Regions from separate parts of the Aedes aegypti genome. Here region 2 is linked to region 1. Evidence: chromatin contacts called from public Hi-C data. All regions are on one chromosome and are shown on one strand. Each heading gives the region's core, a stretch centred on a gene start, on an enhancer-like site or on the middle of the called end of the contact. The rest is flanking DNA. Distances are from core to core; before and after follow the strand shown.

Evidence for each region. Hi-C and Micro-C count contacts between places; a contact is called where the count stands out from the background.
Region 2: a contact with region 1 is called in a Hi-C map of whole pupa, with 2.2 times the contacts expected there. The contact joins the enhancer-like site here to the promoter of LOC5572651 in region 1. A contact is called at or near these places in 2 of 2 Hi-C or Micro-C datasets (whole body and whole pupa).

What each region holds. Positions count from the first base shown.
Region 1 is chr2:275,203,472-275,208,722 of AaegL5.0, forward strand. It overlaps LOC5572651 (eukaryotic translation initiation factor 4E-binding protein 1), which reads right to left and starts at 3,289. Exons shown (of 2, transcript XM_001654101.2): 1 at 2,784-3,289. The coding sequence starts at 2,928.
Region 2 is chr2:275,256,681-275,261,931 of AaegL5.0, forward strand. No RefSeq gene overlaps it. Among protein-coding and RNA genes, the nearest start is that of LOC5572652, 15 kb to the right of the region's middle. Within about 2 kb of position 2,906, at least 3 of the 3 cell types and tissues checked have open chromatin away from gene starts, as enhancers often do.

The sequences.
Region 1 (5,251 bases), core at 2,039-4,538:
GAGGCTTAAGAAAAAGTCAAGTTGAATGTAACTTTGTTAATTGATCGAAGAATTCCTTGCACTACTTGTCTTACTTGGAGCATTAAAGAACATTTGAGCTGAATGAAATTATGACGTATATTACGTCAGTTCTAAGTTTGTTTTTGAATTGCAATGTAAACTGCAAACTATTTGTTGAAATTTTAATGACATATAATTTTAAACAAACTTCTTATTATGCATTTCTATTATGAAACACCGCATTGCACAGGCCTATCATTTCACTATCAGCTCAATCTGGGTCGTTTACCTAAACATCAGCTTTAGTGGCTTCCACGTGGATTCAGTAGCAAAACAAAACACTTCGTTTGGTTCTCGACTCGACCAGATGATCGTCAGTGATCTGTGAGAGAACCACTTGGTTATCATCGGCAACAGGAAATTTGATTCTATTGCCGCTCCTGGTAGCCATATATAGTTATGATCAACAAACAGTTCCACGACGATAGGCTTCAATTGGACCACATAACCGTTGTCGGATTGGATGATTGCGATCAGCTCTGTCTACTTCCCTATCAGCCCTTCTATGCTTCTCATACACACCAACTGGCTTGTCGGACTAAACATACGCTTAGAGTGGAGCCTGGAGCAATCTATACCGGTGCGAATTGTTTATGCCTATATGTACATTAGGATGTTTCAAATAACAACAAGTTTAAAGATCTCACCTCTCATATCTTCCTTGCAATCTTAATGAGAAACATATTGGCATGTCAAAATTTCAGCCACTTTTCTAAAAATTCAGCAACGGTTTAACTCTCGGTGATGCTAAAATGCATCACAAAACCTTAAAACTCCGAGTTTAATAAATAATGTTTCTGATAGTAAAAACTCATTTTGAAATTATTTTGTTTGCTTTTTTTGTAAAAGTTCACAGAGTTACATCCCATATTAAAACAAACTAAAAGGTATCACACAAAATTATGGAAAACTCTTCTCCTATCTGTCGGATCGTTTTACTTTCTACAGCAACTTTCTTCTCTATGAATTGAAGAACAAATTTAGACTTAGAGATGAAAAGATTGTACTTATATGAAAATACTACCGTGTTTAGAACATTTCTATAAATTTCCCCACAGGGTCAAGTCTCCATAGCTCGATGTTAAAGGGACCATTGAGTTAGGGAGGTATCGATTAATGAAACACAAAACAACTGCTAATGCAATCCAAGGGACCATCGAAGTACCGTTTTGATTCATATTACGGACACTTAAGGCCTCAGTGAAATATAACTCAGCATAGAGCATACAAAATAAATCATTCTGTGTGATTCCTTAGCGTTATTAAGCGTCGAAAGCCCTTAACTTTCGAATGGTGGGTAAAGAATACGCTTCCGCAACTTGAATAATTTTAAATAAATCAAAATGTGTGGCCTTTTAATGATTCTTATTCCGGACGCTTCCTTACTTTTGCCTCATATTCCGGACACTTTGATTCGAATTCCGGGCAGCTCATGATAATCATGAATGGAACAGTCAAATCATCAATTGAAATCGTCGAATCACTAAAGAGACATCTAAGGTAGTTGGACATTATAAATTTTCAAAGATATTTATGGAAAAAGTTTACTAAAACGAGCCTCGAAATTGAGAACTTTTGAGCGGCAAAAATTGAAACATTTCGTGTGAAATGTTTCCCATACAAAGTAGATTGTCCGGAATTTGAAGCTGTCCGTAATATGAATCAAAACGGTAGCTATGAAAACCAACTTTTACTATGTTTCTCTAACTCGAATCGAGAAACAAAATATCGAGTAAGGGAGAGTTAACTGTAACTGTAAATGGACCTACAATTTTGGTTGTGGGTTGTACGAAAAATATGAAAAATAAGGGTTTCTAACTTTTTTGTTAATTGAACTGCCCTAATGGGCATAGCAAACAAGTTGGAGCTGGCCCTATTTCTCGATCCTAGATTCGAGGTGACAAACAGAACAGGTATAACGAGTTCTCCAGAGGCGCGCGCTCGTGTACGTAGGCAGGTACCTCTACATGTGTCACGAACGACTATGAGACGCGCGGTGGCGGTGCTCGATGATGAATATTTAGTAGTCACTCTCTTCTCGTCGATGATCGTTGATCGTATTTCTGAGCCCGAACAAAGAAGCCATTTGACTAAGAGTGTCCTCTTTCTGGTTCGATCTTAGCTAGCTGTGCTCTGCACTCTGGGCGAGAAAGGTCTTTGTCCAGAGCCAGTATGCGCTTGCTGCGATGCGAACGAAGATTATTGAATTGCAGATTAATATTTCCGCTTCATCAGGTCGTCGGGAGGAGAATCGCTGTCGGCGTTGAAAGCCGTGTTTTCAAAATTCTAGTGTGCCATCACAGACAAAGCTGCCGCGAAAGCGCGATTGCGTCAGCTAAATATAGCACTCGCTAGCTGGTAGTGTGATGCTCCTCCGATGCTTAGCACGTGTTTTTCGGGACTAAAACTTTAAATCTTTCAAAAATACGCGACGCTATATATAATTAATTCGCGTCAACATTTGCATTAATTTGAAAACTTTCACGGCTAGGCCTACCAAGCGATCACATTTGCAAAATTACGCATTAACATTTGAGATACGCTCGAAGGACGAATGGGCGTATCTTCTTCATTTGCCAATATTCGCACAGCTATCATGAGCTCTGCCACACACTACCCAACACGCTAGTACGCAGCAGGCCTTGAATGCGATAAGCCGGAAAACGCGTACCTTCATAGTAGGCATATATTTCTTCTTCCTTCCTTGAGCGGTAGTTACTTACCTCCTGGAGTTGTGGAATACAGAGTTCCACCGGGTGTCGACGAGTAGAGATCCGGCAGTTCGGAGGCGTCATGGATGAGAACTCTCTTGGATGGAATAGCCTGCGTTTGGCTGCAGGCTTGGCGTGCGATTGGCGATGCTGACATGATGTTGTGGTTGTTTTGCTTTAAGCTTATCAGGTACTTTGCTAAACTTTGTACTAAGTATGATAATTCTTTTCTACACCTTGCAATACGCACTCTTAACACACTCTTCAATCAGAACCTGCACACACTGACTGCTCGCTGCAGAACAACTCTTCAATTGGCACTTGGCAGTATTCTCTCTGAACTGTAACGAGGGGCAGTTTCGAACCAATATCAGCTTCCTGTTGCAGAAGGGGGAAAGCACTGGTGGAAGTGGAGAACGTGTAGTAATGTTCCCTAATGGGCTTCCTTTCTTTCTTTCCGTGAAGAACGTAAGCTGTCGCAACGGTTTGAAATGCTGGCACTGACTAAAGATTCGGCGTGGTTCGCGCCGCAATTTAAAGCAGCACGAAAACAACAACATCCACATCGCGAGAGGAGAACTGCGCCTTCGTCGTGGTTCGTGGGGCGCAGGGCAGGGTAGTATCCAGGAGGTGGAACAAGGGCGGGGTGGCGGCGGAGGCGAAGTGACCGGCTGATTGGGATTGCGTCGCAGAATCCCGCCCGGGTGTATGCACCCAAACTCTGGCTTGATAATTGGGTTCTTATCTTCATACCTTGCATAGCTTACTCAAGCCAACTCAAAGAAAAAGTTAAGCTGTTCGGTGAGATAAACAAACAGCCCCTTAAGGACTCTTGGTTGTGAGATAACATATTAGTATGCCCTTCAAGAGGTGCAACTTCGCTCAACCGGTTCTTCAGCATTCGAAGGCACGCCTCTTTGGCGCCTATTCATTAATCATTCCTGTGACATAAATAGCCCTTTATCATGGCAAATTTTAACTGTTCCATACTACATTCAACTCTCCACAACTGGATATTGAAGGGACCATCGAGTTATCAGGGCAGAAGGGAGGTATCGAGTTATTGAACACAAAACCAGTGTAAATGCGATCCAAGGGACCATCGAGGTTGCCATGAAAACCAACTTTTACAGTCACCCTACGGTTATGGATAGCACACAGATATGAATCAGAGTTGGATTAAATAAAGAATATCTCATGAAATAGAGTTGCAATTACAAAGAACACATTTTACCTACGCGAACCATAAATCTTTACAACATCAAAATCAATTATAATATATTTGAACATATTTTTTCCGCCCGTTGGAAAAAAAATGTCAATCACATTCCTAGAAGTGTTGATTCATAACTGTGTGGGGCATTGAAAATCGTACAACAGTTATGAATTAAAAAAAAAAAAAATACGATCCCGAATAAAAAAAGCCAAAGCGTACGTTTATTTTCACTAACACGTCTTTCATTTATATGCTAAAACTAATGGGTGGTCCTTTCAGTTTTCTCAAATTGGTGGACCCCTCGTACGCCAGCTATATTTGTACGCGTATCTGTCAAAGGATACAAACTTCTGTGGAATTAAATGGTACAGTACTTAGTTCGGTTTTCATTTATTTAAGCTCAAAGCTTAAATTCAATAAGACACAAAAACTCTATTTTCAATATTTTTTTTTATTTTATCATAAAATATCGATAGGAAACATATATTCGGAACGATGTTTGATGATGGAGAATTTTTAAATAAAAATGTTTTTTTAAAGAACAACTTTAGATTATTTTTTTAAATATAGGGGAACTTACGTTTTCTCGACAGTCTAAGCCGATTCCGCGTTTCTTTTACAATGTTTTAGGATATCAGCAGACACATTACGTGTTTGTCTGTTTACATTTATTCGCTGCTCAATCCTCTATCGATTCACACCAACAGACTCGTTAAAAGCTTTCTGGAAACGTTTCTATAAAGGCTTCGAACATCTCTTGTTAGTGTGACTATTGTTGGCAGCTTCATTTTCTTCGGCAGCTTTCCCATAAAAGCTGCTGGTGAATTTCTTCGGCAGCTCCAAATCAGTCGCGTTTTGAGGCCTGTTCATTTGAAGACATCTCTGGCAAAATTGTTTATTCAATCTCAGGATTGTCGTCAGCGGGAGTCTGACAGAACAGATAATCTGCTGAATGTTTTCATTGGTGTGCTTTTATAGAAATGTACTGTGCATTTGGCGTTTGAAATTTGGTTGCCGATAATAGTCGAATAGCGCTAAAGCTGTAAATCACCCTAAATAATTTTTGATGATAGATTAGGAGTCTTGAAATTATACTCAACCATAATGATTATAATGATCACCTCTCTAGAAGTAACCATTTTCGAGTCATTTCAAGTTTAATGCAAAAATCTATGAAGTGAACAATAAAATATGCTGCTTTCACTGATTAATCACGATTTGTCATCAAGAACAATAGGTATTTATTTCCCACTACTAACTTATT
Region 2 (5,251 bases), core at 1,656-4,155, 53 kb after region 1:
GAATGGCTATTGTTGACATTGGATTTTCCACGAACACATTATTCGAACTTATTTCAATATTTTGGTTACTTCTATGCTAATAATTTCTTATATTATACAATATTTCATAAATAGCTTTGGGGAATTGGACCGATAAAAACAAGCGCAAACAATAAATCCACTAATTGGCGAAAAAGTTTATTACATTACTTGGAAAAAGACGTAAATAATTATCGGTGTAATTCAGAAAAGAAAAAGTACCTTTTTCAAGTTATGCTGCCGTGAAATAAAAGTTGCAAAACACGATTGTCACATACATTTTTAAGCATTTACAAAGCTATGAAAGATTTACCAGCATTTTTAAAACTTATTCCAATATTTTTTAAAAATAACAACAAAACATAGAAAGCCTGTCATAATTGTATCGAAGGTCTCAATATAGGGGTCTATTTTGTAAATCGAGCAAATTCATGTGACTCATCTGTAGTCACTGTCGATCGAAGCAAGCACGCATATTCCAGATGTCATCCGTCGACTGCCATAGTAATCCAGTCACATAGTGTGACAACTGTCGATAAACTCGAATAACAGAGCTGAGTCGAGCGAATTTTTTGGTCGACAGTGACTCCAGACGAGTTATTTTGATCGACTCGACTAATAAAATAGACCCCATAGAGAAATCTGCTGTTCGTTGGATATTATTACATTTTCTATTAGACATTATTGACCAGTGTATCATTTAATTTTCGATTGTATAAATTTAAGGAAAAATATTTGAAAGAATTATAGATACCAGAAACAAAAAAAAGATAAACCATTGTATGTTTTTTTTATTGCATATTGCCGGCTTTTGAATGCACCATTGCACCCAAACCTGCCAAAAAATGATCTAAGTAACACGAGTTGGGCAAAATTTTCAGTGCAGTCATGATACGATATTGGTCAAAGCTTCAGCGAAGTATAGCGTTGAAAATAAATTTTATATTCAAAATAAATCGGCCCCAAGGGGGTGAAAGTCAAAAAAGTTTGGGAAACATTGGTTATTTTGTATCCGTACTATTGTGGAGGACCTATGCACGGTGTTGAAATATAAATCGTATTTTAATGTCCATAACCTAAATAGACTTCTTATTTTGCAATACGAAGTCTATCCTTTATCTAGAGCATTAGTGAAGTAAAAAAGTAAATTTTGATATCAAACTGCTCACGGGGATGAACCAGCCTTCGGCTGAATTTCTCCATAATAAAGAGTCAGTCAAACTGCTCATCTCGTATCCTAATTTTTTAAAACTCATTTTTGCCATGATATTTTTTTAATATATTTGTAAACAAGAGAGAATGAATAGTAAAGATAAATCGTTCGTTTGAATGAATAAAAGTATGAATGTCACAAAATATTATTGCGATATATTATTTTTCTCCACAATATAAAAACTTTCTTCAAAATTCAATTTCCATCATGAACTTTTATATCTGCTGCATGTATTTTTGTATTGTATGTATTTTATTTATTCACAAACAATTTTGAACAATATCTTGAAACGTCATGAGACCCTCCTCGAATTTGTTTTTCAACAGTACCTCACCAGATCAATAGTTTTTTTTTCTTATCGAAGCACAGCAGTTTAACCAATAGAACAACAACTCAGAATCCCCGTAATATCAACTCGGCACGACACAGAGACGAGAGGAAAACCAGATTCCAAGACGGAAGGAACCTTGAAACGACACACTCAACGGCGTCGATGTTGCAATCCGCGTGAGCTAACACGAGTAACTGGGATTGCGCCAATCTACCCACTGCCACCAGCACCGTCTCAAAAGTCTAGACTGAAATCCTCCTTACCCTTCCCCTCAGCTGGTGACGAAGCTGTAAAAAATGATTCAATTAGCACTTAGCTGCAGAAACAAATGAAAACCGAATTTAGTATTATATTATTTATTTCCACTAGAGATCATATCATTTCACAGATACATGTATTTCGACCTCAACTGTAACGCCATCGTCAGTGTCAAGTACACAAACTCTAGTGAAAATAAATGGTATAGTGGTAAAGTACTAAGTTCGGCAAGAACCTTGTAAACCCAAGCTTATTCAACCATAGATACCAAATCACTCAAAGATTCTACATTTTTCTTTTATGTACTGAAACAACTAATAAACTAATAACTGTTGGTTTACGGTGGTCTTATTAGGGCATTTTCCCCTACCAGTATGATTGTAGGGCTTCCTGGTCATTTTGTTTTAAGATCTTGCTATACCAGGTTTTGCATAAATAGCAACAATAGTAAAACTTGAAAATATGAGCATGATCCATTGCAAAGTTTTCTTATTTTTGTAATTACGTCTCTTCTAGGATAGAGCCAGCTCCTAATCATGCTGTAAGATCAGTTCCACGGTTATTAGTCGAGAGCGTTCTTTGTCATTTTTTTTTCCTTTTTGGCATTCATCAGATACGAAGACCGTGGACCAATCTGAATTCGAACCCTTGGCACCTTTAGCATGGCCTTGTAGCTGCGGATGTTACTATGAGACTAATGAAGGTCCTCAAGGCGACGTATTCTAGATATTTAGTGGTTTAATGAAAACAACAAAAACGTGAAGGAATTTAAATTCAAAACAACTCTCACGCGATCCTGTGCCTTTAGTAAACACATTAAGCTTTAAAGCAGCGTCAGCATTGCAGTAATCGGATAAACAAAAACAGTTTAATTTTATTCCATATATCTTCACGGTAGTCACAGGAAGAGGAAAAATGCATTCATACGAGATTACGTCTACCGTCAACAACACTAGTATATAAATATATGAGTTATACATATAGTCCTATATTCATATATTTCAAGTCAGGAGATGTCGTAGTTGAGAATTGGTACGTAAGTGAGACGTGCCCCCGTAACGTGATTCGCTGAGAGGAGAGGCAGTAACTCTATACTAGTTAGCCTTTTGCCTGATTACCCAGCGCGTTGCTTACCTCAACTAATGCCTGAGTGAATGTGAGTTTGAGGTTTGGAAAACAACACTTAGCATTCGACGAGTGACTTTTAATTGGCTGTCGTAAACAATCTACACTGCCGTCAATAAATAGCGTCGCGTCATCACTAGCTGGCAGCGCCACACGGTTGATCGTTCGATATAGATAATCGTAGAATATTAATCCATTGAGTCACTTGAATTTGTTTACCTTGAATATGATTAGTTTTATATTCTTCTCGTTCGAAAGGTGGCGTTTAGTTTCTGATATCGTCGTACAAGGAATAACCATAGAACAGTTCAATTATTTAATCATTTCTTTAAATGCAATAGTTATGCCATTCAGATTTGAGCAAATCTTAGAAACTAAAAAGTAGTTTAATCTGAAATAATATCATAATATCATAATATCATAATATCATAATATCATAATATCATAATATCATAATATCATAATATCATAATATCATAATATCATAATATCATAATATCATAATATCATAATATCATAATATCATAATATCATAATTTCATAATATTATAATCATAATATCATATCAGTCCCCAGCTGACTGACTCAAGCTTGCCTTAAATTTAAACACTACTGCTTCGTTTCAAACAATAGAGGTAACAAACTATGGACCGATGCACGAATTCACTAATTTGACGTTTGAGCTGTGCCGAATTCACTGGTTTCCATGGTCACATAAATGACACGGCACCACTAAAACGTCAAATAGGGTAAGGGATCTAATTTTCGACCCTGTGCTAAATTTCGAACCATTGATAAAACAAACGTGATTTAAAATACTATTTGAAATTTTGAAACCTTCAAAAATCACTGGAATGTGTCATTGCTGTTATACTTGTAATGATCTAATGAAAATTACATTTTTATAGCGTAATTTTGGTAATTTTGATCTTAAATTCAGTCTGATTTTTAGGTGTCTGAATCAGTCCTGTTTTCTTCCAATGATGAAAAATCATCACATATGTAAAAGACACAAATCAGTATAAAAACTGAACAAAGAAATACCTATTTAATGAAAATTGATAAAAATAGATTAGATTCAAGCATATTGTACTGATTTATATTCATTCATAAGCAAAAATACATTTAATTATACGTTTAAAATTGTTCGAAAATTGAAACACCATGTTTCAAATTTCGACCGGACGAAAAAGCATGCCATGATTTCAGCAAACGATGTGTTTCAGTTTTCGACCCACCATCAGAAGTAAACATTCAACGGTTTTCATCAAAAATGGTGAGAATCATACTGATCTTGCTTTAATTTCATCAAAATTATATGTATTGACATATTCCAGCGTCCAGAAAAGTACCGACAAGTCTACGGAGAAACCGACATCCAGTAAGCGGTTTCAAAGGTAGTCAATAAAGAACTCTCGCTGTATGCTGCTGTGAAGCAGTATGGAATTCCAAAATCGACGATATACAGTATTGGACAAAACATTTGCAACTTTTTCGATTTTCCATACAAAATGACAAACTTTGGTAAGTTATATCTCAGTTATTTATGGACCGATTTGAATGAAATTTTCACAGAACATCAGACATAACTTGAATTTTAACATATATTTTTGAATATTTTTTTCAATCACGAGTTTATAAGTTATAACGGTTTTTTAAAGTGTAATTTTCGACGAAAAATTTAAAACTATTTATCTCAAAATCTGATGGCCCTACACAAAAACTGTCTTCAGAATACTTGTTCATCTCGTTCAAATCTTCAACTTTGCTGAAGATACCATGAAGCTATTCCTTAAATATTTTTAGTTATGCAATTTATTAAAAATCTACAAAAAAAATCACTTTATTCAAACCGTTACTGCTTTTGAACTTGTGATAGGAAAAATCACTCAAAAATATATGTTAAAATTCAAGTTATGTCTGATATTCTGCCAAAATTTCAATCGAATCGGTTCATAAATAACTGAGATATAACTTACCAAAGTTGGTCATTTTGTATGGAAAATCGAAAAAGTTGCAAATGTTTTGTCCAATACTGTATTCGAGATTGGTGAAGAAATCGCAGTCCGTCTTTCGTACTGGACCGGCCACAATACTGACAATGGAAGAGGAGACAGAACTCGAAGAGTGGAAATTCGACAGTCAGCGACGGGGATGGCCAATGGCACGTGAATCAGTTTCGGAGTCTGAAAGGGTTTCTTGACGCTGCTGAAAGGCCTAACAATTTTAAAAACAATCGGCCAGGTAAGACCATTGTAAATTGTTTCAGTTTCATAATGATTTTAATATTTATTCTATGTATACAG